2 separate regions of the Gasterosteus aculeatus genome follow, and region 2 is linked to region 1. Evidence: chromatin contacts called from public Hi-C data. All regions are on one chromosome and are shown on one strand. Each heading gives the region's core, a stretch centred on a gene start, on an enhancer-like site or on the middle of the called end of the contact. The rest is flanking DNA. Distances are from core to core; before and after follow the strand shown.

The links. Hi-C and Micro-C count contacts between places; a contact is called where the count stands out from the background.
Region 2: a contact with region 1 is called in a Hi-C map of liver, with 2.5 times the contacts expected there. The contact joins the enhancer-like site here to the promoter of LOC144406324 in region 1. A contact is called at or near these places in 4 of 6 Hi-C or Micro-C datasets (liver, skeletal muscle and tail fin).

What each region holds. Positions count from the first base shown.
Region 1 is chr4:11,562,975-11,568,488 of fGasAcu3.hap1.1, reverse strand. It overlaps LOC144406324, which reads right to left and starts at 3,178. Exons shown (of 3, transcript XM_078102227.1): 1 at 2,518-3,178; 2 at 2,016-2,085. The coding sequence starts at 2,808. It overlaps LOC120818217 (dual specificity protein kinase CLK4), which reads right to left. Exons shown (of 13, transcript XM_040175122.2): 9 at 5,351-5,480; 10 at 5,171-5,253; 11 at 5,000-5,079; 12 at 4,783-4,873; 13 at 3,611-4,299. The coding sequence ends at 4,129.
Region 2 is chr4:11,649,372-11,654,885 of fGasAcu3.hap1.1, reverse strand. It overlaps LOC120818216, which reads right to left. Exons shown (of 28, transcript XM_040175111.2): 7 at 5,291-5,407; 8 at 2,674-2,700; 9 at 2,533-2,559; 10 at 2,343-2,396; 11 at 2,197-2,256; 12 at 2,036-2,080; 13 at 1,872-1,949; 14 at 1,655-1,678. Among protein-coding and RNA genes, the nearest start is that of LOC120818216, 15 kb to the right of the region's middle. Within about 2 kb of position 3,270, at least 2 of the 9 cell types and tissues checked have open chromatin away from gene starts, as enhancers often do. A contact at or near this core is called in liver, where this site is marked.

The DNA of each region.
Region 1 (5,514 bases), core at 1,929-4,428:
CCAAATTGGACATCATCATTCCCAGCGCGGCAGCAGATGTGCTGCCCCCTGTTGGGCCCCCGTCTCTGTGCATGCTGAAAGGTGAGCACCCTGATGCTGAGGGGCAGAGCTTCAATGGCAGAAATGCCACTCATGCCGCGGTGGCAGCGCGTCTCGCACCCACGTAGGGGCAGAAATGCCTCGGCCTGTGATCCTGGTGGGGAGAGATTTGAGTTTCAGGTGGGAAGAGCTGGTGCTAAAAGGGAGCGGAGGGTCTCTGCTTACAGGGTCGTGTTGAGAGATGTGACTCCGTCGGCCACCTCAAAGGCTCGGGGACAGAAACTCAGACTCACGCACGCAGGCATTCAAGACCATGACCAGACTGCACAAACACATGGACCCAGATGGGACGCACACACGTTTGAGCGCGCTGGGATCAGATGAATGTTCGTAAACGCCTTTTACAAACTTCATAGAGCGTCTGACACAAACAGATGCAGACTACTGATGGGTCCCAGCTTGTGTGACTTCTCAAAGCCATTAAAGCATCAGGGAGATCTCTCCAAATCTACGTTTATTGGCGGAGAAAAAAAAAACTCTTTGGAAATAAACACATTTGATTGAGAAAAGTTGACAAGTCTATTCAGCAATCTTGCCGATTGTTGGGATGAGAAAACTAAAAAGTGAATTTGGTTGCCCAACAGCCGCAATAAACAAAAAGCCTTTTGTTTCATCCCCCTCCCCTAAAAAGACACCATATATAAAGCCAAGAAACTGGAGAAAGAGAACTTTAAATAGACCTCAGAATAGTTGCGGGGGAATTGCATTTCAGTGCAGAAACCGCTTGAGTACACAGCAGTTCAGCAGAACTGACAGGAAAATGGGATGCAACATCTGATACAATCATATGATTTAATAGAGAAATAACATTCAAATGCACAAGCACCCACAGGCAGTGCAGGCTTTGCCTAATTGGGCAACGTTTCACACGGTGCATATCCATGGCTCTGGCTCCGGTGGACCCAAACCACAAAAAGTTGCACTGACTTTGCTAACCAGCCAGCCAGCCTGCGATGTTGGCACGGCAGACTTCAGACTGGAAAACGGAATGTGTTGAAAGGCGGCCAGAAATTCCACTTGTGAACACTTTCACCTGTTCTTGTGGTTGCAGGGCTATTCACACCCAGAGACAAAAGGCAAAGAGAAGGAACGAAGAGCCAGGGAGAGAAATTCCCCAAACGTGCAGAAAGGCCCCCCCAAAGAGTTCGACCTCTGCAGTAACCTTTGGACACAAGACTTTAAAGAGCCTTTACATGTTCCGCTACAAACTAAAGACACACATCTTCAGACTCTACCTTGGCTAAAAGCAAATTGTAGTACTTAAATTGTACTTATAATGGCACTTAACTATAACAACTTGTAAATTGGCTTATGTAATGAAATTGCACTTTCTTTCTTGCTTCTTGTTCTTCTGTGTTTGTATCCTTATGGTTGAATGCACTTATTGTAATGTAATTGTAATGTAATGTAAAAAGAAGAAAAATGTATTTTTTGTAAATGCCTCAATACATGTTTAAATAAAACTGCTTTACTATGGGAACACATCCCGTCCAACAGCTGCACGCAATGACATGCATAACAGGGGACTCTGTAACTAGACGTGGACCACACACTGTCCTCTGAAACTATCACAAGCTCTGTAACGAACACCCCGCGAGCCAAACCTTGGCACACCGCTGCTACATCTTTTAAAGCCCCCCCCCATCAGAATGCAGGTCTCAGCCAGGACGTCCCAACCCCGCTGCTCTGCGGAGTGAAGAGCCCCGCTATCACAGTGTGGGCCCTTCCACGTGGCTCAAGGGGCCGCAATCATCAACACGCACACGCGCACTCTTAATGTTCGGGAGAGCTGCCAAACGTTCCCCAAGCAGTCAGCCATGACTGTAACGTTTAGTTGACAGGGAGCCGCGTGTTAGTGTCCCGTATGATTTATTTGTGTGTTCTCAGTAACAATGCTGCACACTGCAGAGACGTACCTGGAGGACACGAGCACTCCTGGCCGACATCCCTTGTTGTCCGCAATTTCGGCATCAGCACCACCACTTTCTGCGGACACAAGGAACAAATCCAAAGTAAGATATAAATATGGATACAATTGTGGAGGCCTTTAGGAAAAAGTCATTAAAATTATCTCAATGAGCAGCAATAATAATTAAGAGGGCATTGTCGTCCTCCCATTCCTCCATGTGATCCAATTAGGTTGGGCTCTAATCAGTGGTCATGTCACCCTCTACACATATTTAACTGCAAACGAATTGGCCAGCTGCATGCAAGGTTGACCTCTTACGGTCATTCATCAAAAATCAACTGATCGTAGTTGTGCAATTGGAACAAAAAAGCGCTCAAAGTCTGTGCGTTAATCAGCTTATCTGCATGTATTTCCTGCTATTACGCACATTTTACGCACCGACAAGAATGTGCGTCTTTGGTTCACAAACAAGATACACGAATTTATCTACGACCGTTTACGCCTTGTACCTCTTCAACGAGCCGCCCTATCGAGGTGCCCAGCTCTGGAATCAGAGTCCCATCCTCGTTTAGACAATAAGCCGCGCGCGGCGGGGTGAAGGTGGACCCTTTGTCCATCTGCATGCGGTTCTCCAGCTGGTAGGTCTTGAGGCTCATCAGAAGACACACGGCGATGGAGCTCAGAGACATCAGCATGCACAGAGCGATTGGGAAACCTGGAAGCCACCGCTGGACCGAAGACTTGGAAGCACACTGGCACACCGGCTTACTTTCCGCGATAGAGTCGCTGGCTGGATCCATCCTAAAAAATCCTGTGGAGGTCCTCTTGATGAACAGAAGAAAACATGCAATAAAAGCGCCTTGTATAGTTGTGGAAGTCCTGCGACCAAACTCTACTCTGGGCTTCACAACACGCAAGGCTCGGGGTTCAAAGTAATGACTGAAATTGGTCTTGGACCGAGGCGGCGGAAGCAGCAGCAGCAGCAGCGCACACTGGTTTTACGCAGAACACAGATGGGAGCGATATGGATGCCAACCGGAGTGGAGCCGCCTTCTGACTTGCAGGGGAGTTTCCTACACGGGTGTGCAAGTGCAACCACCAATGGCTCCGATTGTCTGCCGGCCTTAAAGTTGCGCGTTCAACTAGTGGCGACGCGCCCGCCCCGCTGACCACGTGGGGCACCGCGGATTGACAGCTGTGTCTCAGAGCGAGACGTTCGGGGGGTTTAGTCTTGGGACAAGATTTTGGTCACTGGGACATCACGACGTGACGTCTAATGATACTACGAGTTACACGATCCGTATCGTGTTCCCCTCCACTGTGATGTGTGAATAGAGACGGATTGTCGATTATAAGCGCATGACGCCGCAGGCCCTGTGGCATCTTGCCTACATTGGAGGACAATGGTTCCGCTTTGAGAAAAGGGGTTTCGGTTTGTAGTTTCCTAAAGACGTGCATCTTCTCTGCCGAACCGAAACGTGAAACCGTTAATACATTTAGTTAATCCAGGTTCGCTTTAGTCTCCTAATGAGCGTTTTACTGCCACCCTGCGGCTGCATGCTGCTACTGCACCGAAACAACAACAGACATCAGAGACAATTCTGTCGTCTATTCACGTTTATTGGAAAAATGTACATTGTATTGTAAAAGGTACACAAGCACTTGGTGAAAAAGAAAACATCTTAATTGTATGTACAAATATCTTCTGCCGCACTAGTTTCTCTCTCCAGTGCTGAATACATTTTTACTGAAGCAGGTGAGACAATAACATTTCCCTTCACCACTGTGACAATGCAGAGAAAAAAAAAATATACATGGAACACAGTTTGACTATTCATGAATTTAAAAAAGAAAAAGTATATGCTTATGTGATAGATATTAAATTATAATGCCAAATAAATAGAAATCAACTGGGAGGATTCATTACACCAAAACATGCCACACATAACAGAACTCGATGACACACACACACACACACACAGCGGTTTAGGACAGAAAAGCAGGACAGGTGACTGATACAGTCGGGTAAGGTCCTCCTCTCCTGGAGAGAGGAAGCAGAGGCTGGACCTGCACACTACGATGAGCATCACAGTGACAGACAAGTCGTACGCTGCACAGGTTCAGTCTTTTTTGCTGCTGCCGGTGCTTCTGCTGCTCTTGCGGTAGCAGGAGAAGAAGGGATGATGGAGGGCCTGCTCCAGACTGAGGCGCTTAGCTGGGTCGTACTCCATCATCTTCTCCAACAGGTCAAACAGCTGGTGGTGGTTTTCGCTCTTCGACTGCATGTAATGCTGATGGCACAGTACGGTCAGTTGTTAAACAGGTCCCATTTTACATACGGACCAATGTATTTTTTAGTAGTATGGAGCCTAATTCTTGTCTATTATTAGTTGTTTTGCAGTAAGAATCTGAAGTAGCCCAACTAGGAACTTGTCTTTGTTGAAGACAAAACCAAAAAATTCCTCAGAAGAAATTAGAATGGAAATACTCAAGCACTATGAGGCAGAAACTTGTATTCAAGTACAATACTTAAGAATCCTGAAACTTGCATGTATTCCAGCACATAGGACTTCTTATTCGCCACTGAGCCCGTCTTATTATGAAGTTCAAGGATATGTGCAGTGTTTTAACTGAACAAAACTGGTGGCTTTGGTAGTGCTGATGGCATTTAAGCGTTTTTAAATCCTCACATTTGTTTCATGCAGATGTACGTTCAGATTACATTCTTTAATTGACAGACTGTGTGCTGTGGTCTACAGTAATGCCGATCTTACCCTCAGGGGTTTGCAGTGTTTCTTCACATATCTCCCAGACGAGCTGTGAACATCCCAGTCCAGCTTGGACCGGTGCACATACCGCCTTTTTCTGTACAACACAATGACATTTGCATAAATAACAAAATTGATGAATACAAAAATTCTTGGAGAGGGGGGGGGGGGGGGGGGGGGGGGGCTTGTGACAATCCCATTAGCCAGTTAGCAGTCCACGTACTTGGTTTTCTGCAGGAGGTGTGTGGGGATGGGACCCAGGACTCGCTCCATCATAGCAAGGTGCTCTTTGCTGTCATGAGTCTAAAGGCAAGAAAAAAACACGTGACACCTTTAGCCAAATGCCACGGTAAACTGTATTAAAGATTTTATAATACCTTTTAGCTTCTCTTACCTGGAAGAGCGTAGACCCCAGGTAGTACTCTATGAGAATGCAGCCTACACTCCAGACATCACAGGAATGATCCCAGCCCAGATCTGAAAAGAGATGATGATAATAACACAACTCAATAACACAGCAACACTCAGTGATCCGCCTGAAGCTCGCGAGCAGCGCTGTGCAGCAGCCACATACCTAGGATAACTTCTGGAGCCCGGTAGTGGCGAGTCGACACCACGGAAGTGTGGTGCTCATGTTCATACGTGGCGTTGCCAAAATCAACAATTTTCACATCTGGCTTCTTCAACGTCCGCTCGTCCCGTTTCTGAAAAGCACAAACAGGAGAATCATGCTGCTCA
Region 2 (5,514 bases), core at 2,021-4,520, 86 kb before region 1:
GAATTGAATGAGAAAATACGTCCAACTTTTGACTGGTACTGTATGTTTGTCTGTTTCCAACCTTTTGTTTATCAAAATGATGGAAAAACTCCACCATAAGTTTGCATGGAAATGGGCCAACACTAAACAAAACAACAGGGCTGGTTGATTTCTCATTGCAAGCCTGACAGTAAAAAAATCTTTCACTTTGGTCGCTGATCACGACCAACTTGAAGCAATTATATTTTACGAGGATTGTAATGAATGTGGTTTGTAGTACCAAACTTCAGCCTGGCATCATATTTCATTCCGTTGATTGTTTTCATGAGGATGAGGGCGTTACACAAAAGCAGTTATGTAATGTTATGTAACACCATGGATGAAGAATAGCTTATCATATCCATTCCATGAAGTGTTCTCTGCTGGTCAATCATTGACAACCCCTTAAATCCTGCTCCTTAATCTCTACATCCTCAATGTCATACTGATTACTTCTCCCTCTGAAGTCCTCTGACATCTTGAAGTCATGAAAAATGAACCCATGTTGCCTCGTGGATGTGAACATGCAAAATATCTCCCTTTTGCCAATTTCCAACTTTTTGTTTATCATCCATTTCACCATGGAAACCAATGCACGTTTACAAACAACTATTTCATCTGGGATATTCCATCAATTGAACGTGAAGGCTTTCCATCCAAATAATTATAGCAAAAGCTGTAAATGAATGACAATAATAGTCACCCGGCTTCAGCGCGGCTTTTCACCACGTTCAGCACGGAGGAAACCAATAGGGCTTTTCACACAAACAAGTGAACGGATCATAACACGAGCTGGGTGGCCAACGAGCACGCCTCGCTCCAGGCTTGTAACTGTAGCCAAGACCGTACGTGTGATTTGGTGCCAACTAATCCACGACAGCAAAAGGCTTCTGATAAGATCTCAGGTTCGTGTTTGCAAAGACTCCTTTGTAGGCTGCTGTCTACAGCTTCACATGCAGGAGCCCACTTCAGATCACGTCCCAGGGCACCTGGTCCAGAGTGGTTTTAAATAAAATACACACTCCGCTGCAGAGATATTCATCTGTTATTAGCATGTAGCCCGGTGCATGGAATCAAAGGGCGGTGTGCGGGAGAGCGATATGAAACCGAGACGGTGAGCAGGTCCTCTCCCTTCCTTTTGGACGCATTCCCCTTGTGTGCTCGGTTATGTGGAACGGAAAAAAAAAACATGCTGCCCTTTAGCGAGTTCACACATCTTGTTAGGCGCGTTGGAAACATGCCATAAAAAAAACCACACAGTGTATATAACAATGTAACAGTATAACAAAAGACTGATGATTTTTCTGCACGATTACGTGTGCTACTTCAGGCTGCATGCTATCTGATAGCACAGCTGTACTATTTTATCCCAAATAAAGAGAGGAAAGAGCCTGCTAGACCAGTAGATCAGGAACATTCAGTAATGCTCTTTAGAGGTGGCCTCTAGAGTGAGATCCGATACATCTGAAGTGTGTAGTTCTGGGTGCATCCACAAAAACATACAGGACCACTGGACTATGCAGGTCTGCTAAAATGCAAATGCACACACAGGTTGTAGATCACAGGTTGTGTGATCGTTGTAGGTGTTAGTTACTGATCACTCCACCAAAACCATGCAGAAATAACGGCAGGTTACCGAAACACTGATGGTGGTGATGGCCTGTCGAGAAGAAAAACGGCAACGTGTTCAGTTTGCAAAGCGGTTGCAAAAAGAAAATGGTGTTCCTTACCACGCTACCATTTGTGGGCTTTTTCAAGTCCCCCCTCGACGCCTAAACCTCAGTTATAAATGTCTGGTAGAACATACAATGCAGCCATTTATGTGGTCTCACTGTCGCTTTAATATCACTCACCTGGAAAGCATCAAGAAGCTTCCCATTGAAGTCGATGATGTCCGAGGAGCCTGTTGCGCCCTTTTCACCAGGATAACCCTGAGGCAGAGACGGGCAACCCCGAGTGAGAGGTGCGCAAACAACTGAAGAAAAACACATGTTATCAAGTGTTTCTGTGCACATACCACGGGTCCCTGTGGTCCTTGCTCTCCTTGTCCCCCTTTGTCTCCCTGTTTGATCGCACATATCAAATCAATCAGATTTAAATAGTGTAGAATTAATGATATAGCAAAGAAAAGTATTTATATACGTATTTGTTAAATGCAATTTCGTATTGGTTTCCCACCTTCAATCCCGGGAGTCCATCCATGCCTCTCTCTCCTTTCTCCCCCGTGCCGGACTCGCCCTGTTTTCACACACAGTACACCTTCAACACGTAGCATGAAAAGACATCCACATTAAACGTCGTCAAGGAGGGACACTTATCTGTACCTTCGCTCCTGGGGGGCCCTGTAATCCTGGAAGGCCGGACTCACCATCTTCTCCCTGTCAATTCATCAAAGTCCATCAATGTCAATTATGCAACTTTTTGGTCACATGATGCTTCTGCAGCAAAACAGCAGAATTTTACTAGACGGGAAATTGAGTTGAATCAAGGTAAAATATCCAGTAATGATCGTACCGGCTTCCCAGGCAATCCCTGCGGCCCCTGCAGCACAAACACAACTGTTTACCATCATTTTACAGAGGCGGACAAATAATCATCACATACGTATAATATTTATTCATGAACAAAGTCAAACTGGATTTGAACTGAACTCACATCCAAGCCGTCACGACCCGGAAACCCCTGAGAAGGACAGAGAAGGAACCTGGTCAGCAGACGCCAGGTGAGTCGACTTTGAAGAGTCAAAACCACTTTAGCCAACAGATGTCAGTGTTCAACAAGGCAGCAGTTCAGCAGCCACTTATTCTGAGCCAGAGTACTTTGCCTGATATGAGCGGCCCGTCACAGTCAGTTCTCAACCGTTAGAACGCTGATTGGAGATTTTGGGTGTTTTATCCATCGCCCTCCAACTCCATCATACAAAACACTTAGTGAGAAAACTACGATAGAAACTATTGAAACACTTTCTGCTTCTTTTCCCGTTGACGCGTCACCAATCTGCATTCAAATGACCGTTTTAGTTTCACTTTACAGGAGATGACTCCGGAGTCGTGGCCAAACTCTGCGTTTGATGATGAGCCATAACCCGACACAAACACAGAGAGCATTCGATGTCCACTTTTTGGCATCTGTCCATCGGTGGTTTGATGGCTTATTTAGATAAACAGACCTATCGTGTTTATGGAGGCCAGGTGGACGCAGGCTTGGAGCAGCTAAACATCTGCTATGAAGTCATCCACGGCAGAGGAACTTTTACTGGGATCTTGTGCAACACCCCCCCCTATCTCGCTCTCTCACACACACTGCTATCGTGTTTACTTGATTATTCACTGCACTCCAATAAATGTTTGCTATAAATTGTAGGTTATTAGCCTTTGGCTCCGTACTCAAATTTTAAAATAACGTGCAGAAGCTACTTAGATGTGTTGCAGCTGGTTTTCTTACTCCTTCACATACAAACTGTCATCCAGATCCTCTCTACTTGCTATGTGGTCTTTTTTTTTAATTTCTAGTTGCTCCAGCAGCTTTTTAACCTCTTTTCTCACCCCTCTTACCTCCTTCATGTCTTTCGGTCTCTACTGCGAAGCCGGGGGAAACAGATCACCGCTGCAAATCATTCCTTAGTACTACTTTTGAGCCCCGAGCGCAGAAAAGGATGGACGAGGATCATTTCAGATGTCACACGTGTTTCCAAATATCCCAAATTCATGTTATATGATTTCCTGAAGCCAGACACGTTATGTTATTATGTTACACGTGACGAGGCATTACACAGCGACATTTACTGCTTGTACATTCCACGAGTGCGGACTGAATTGGGGAAAAAAGCATTCATCAACATGGAACAATCTCCAGGCTGAACTGAAATTGTCTCAACTTGTATCTTTTAATGTTTTCCGACGTCTCCAAATGGACAGACAACAAAAATCTCTTGAACGGTGCCTCTGATTTTGACCATTTTCTCTTTGTATTTTAGTTTTTAACTTAATTTGTATTGTGGTTTTACTCATGTCATGTATATGTATTTTATGGCTGTTCTTTAACGATGTGTGCTGCTGCCTTCCTGGCCAGGTCGCCCTTGAAAATGAGATCTCGATCTCAATGGGACTTTTATCTGGTTAAATAAAGGTTAAATAATAAACAAATAAAAATAAAAATAAAAACACAGAAACTTGCTCTAATTTAGTTCGGTCTCTCCCTCCTTTATTTTACACTTTGAAGAAGCAAATGGCGACGGCCTGCTGACTTTCTCCTGCTCTGCCCCCCTCAGACATCTGCCCACAACATGGAGCGGCTCCGAGCGCCGTTCTGCTTTGGTTTCGCTGTTTGAGTTTTGCAATGCCTTTAATCATCTCGAAAATGTATTAGAAATTGACCACGTTACAGGACGGCCCCCTCTATTCGACCCGTCTGCTTTTGGTGGTTTTCTGAGCTGTGCTGGCTTTCTCTCCCGTCGGTTCTGCGTAATCTCTCAACTCCCCCAGGGTGACACCGAGATTTGTTACTTCAAACCTATTGCTGCCCTGCTCCAGCTGAGGGCAACACACAATTAATTCCTTCACTCACAGAAACAATTACCCCTCAGAGCCCCTTTCTCCCTCTTCCATCCTGCAGTGACGGCCTAAAAGCTGCCGCCGCGTGTGAACTAAACTCGGAGAAGCAGAAAGTTAATTCGGAGAAACATAAACTGCCTTCGGCGAGGACCACAACCATTGTTCAGCGAGGCCGGCAAACTGCCCATGAACTCGCCGCGGTGCCATATCTGTTTCAGGGGTGCACGGCAACACAGTGGTGGTGTAGCAGGGTGGGAGAATTGGGGGGAGGGGGGGGGGGGGGGGGGGGTGTGGGGGGGGCTTTGTGGCCGCTGTCTCACACAAAACAGATGAGTCCAGGAGTAGAGTTGCTATTCTGGAAGCTTTTAGGCCACAGTTTACTGGCAAACCCGGAAGAATGGAGATTCAGGGTCACTGCGCCCCGGCCCATTGACCCTCGACGCTTTAATATATGTATATAAATGCACACTCACTCACAGACAGACGCACACATATTTGCCCAAAGCCTTGTTTTGAATTGAACCCCGCTAGGTTAACACAAATGACATGACTGCATTCTTTGTGGTGTGACTTAAGTGTCTTAAGTGACTTAAAGGGGGGACAAAAGAGTGGGAGGGGGGGGGGGTGAAGGAGAAAAATAATAACAACAACAAAGTGTGGGTGCGTGTTTTCATGTAGTAGTGGGTATACATCCGCATGAGAAGAAGCTCATCTCTCACCGGCTCGCCAGCAGGGCCACGTGGTCCGTCCTTGCCCGTGTTCCCGGGGGGGCCTCTGGGACCTGGGGGACCCGGAGGGCCAGGAGGACCAGCGGGTCCAGCCTGGCCTTGGTCACCCTGACAAAAAAAAGTAAAATATATTTTTTTATTTTATCCATGAAAAAGAAAAGCATTATTTCTAGTTGTTAGCATTGGCTTGTCTATAGTCTATATTCCTCTGTATT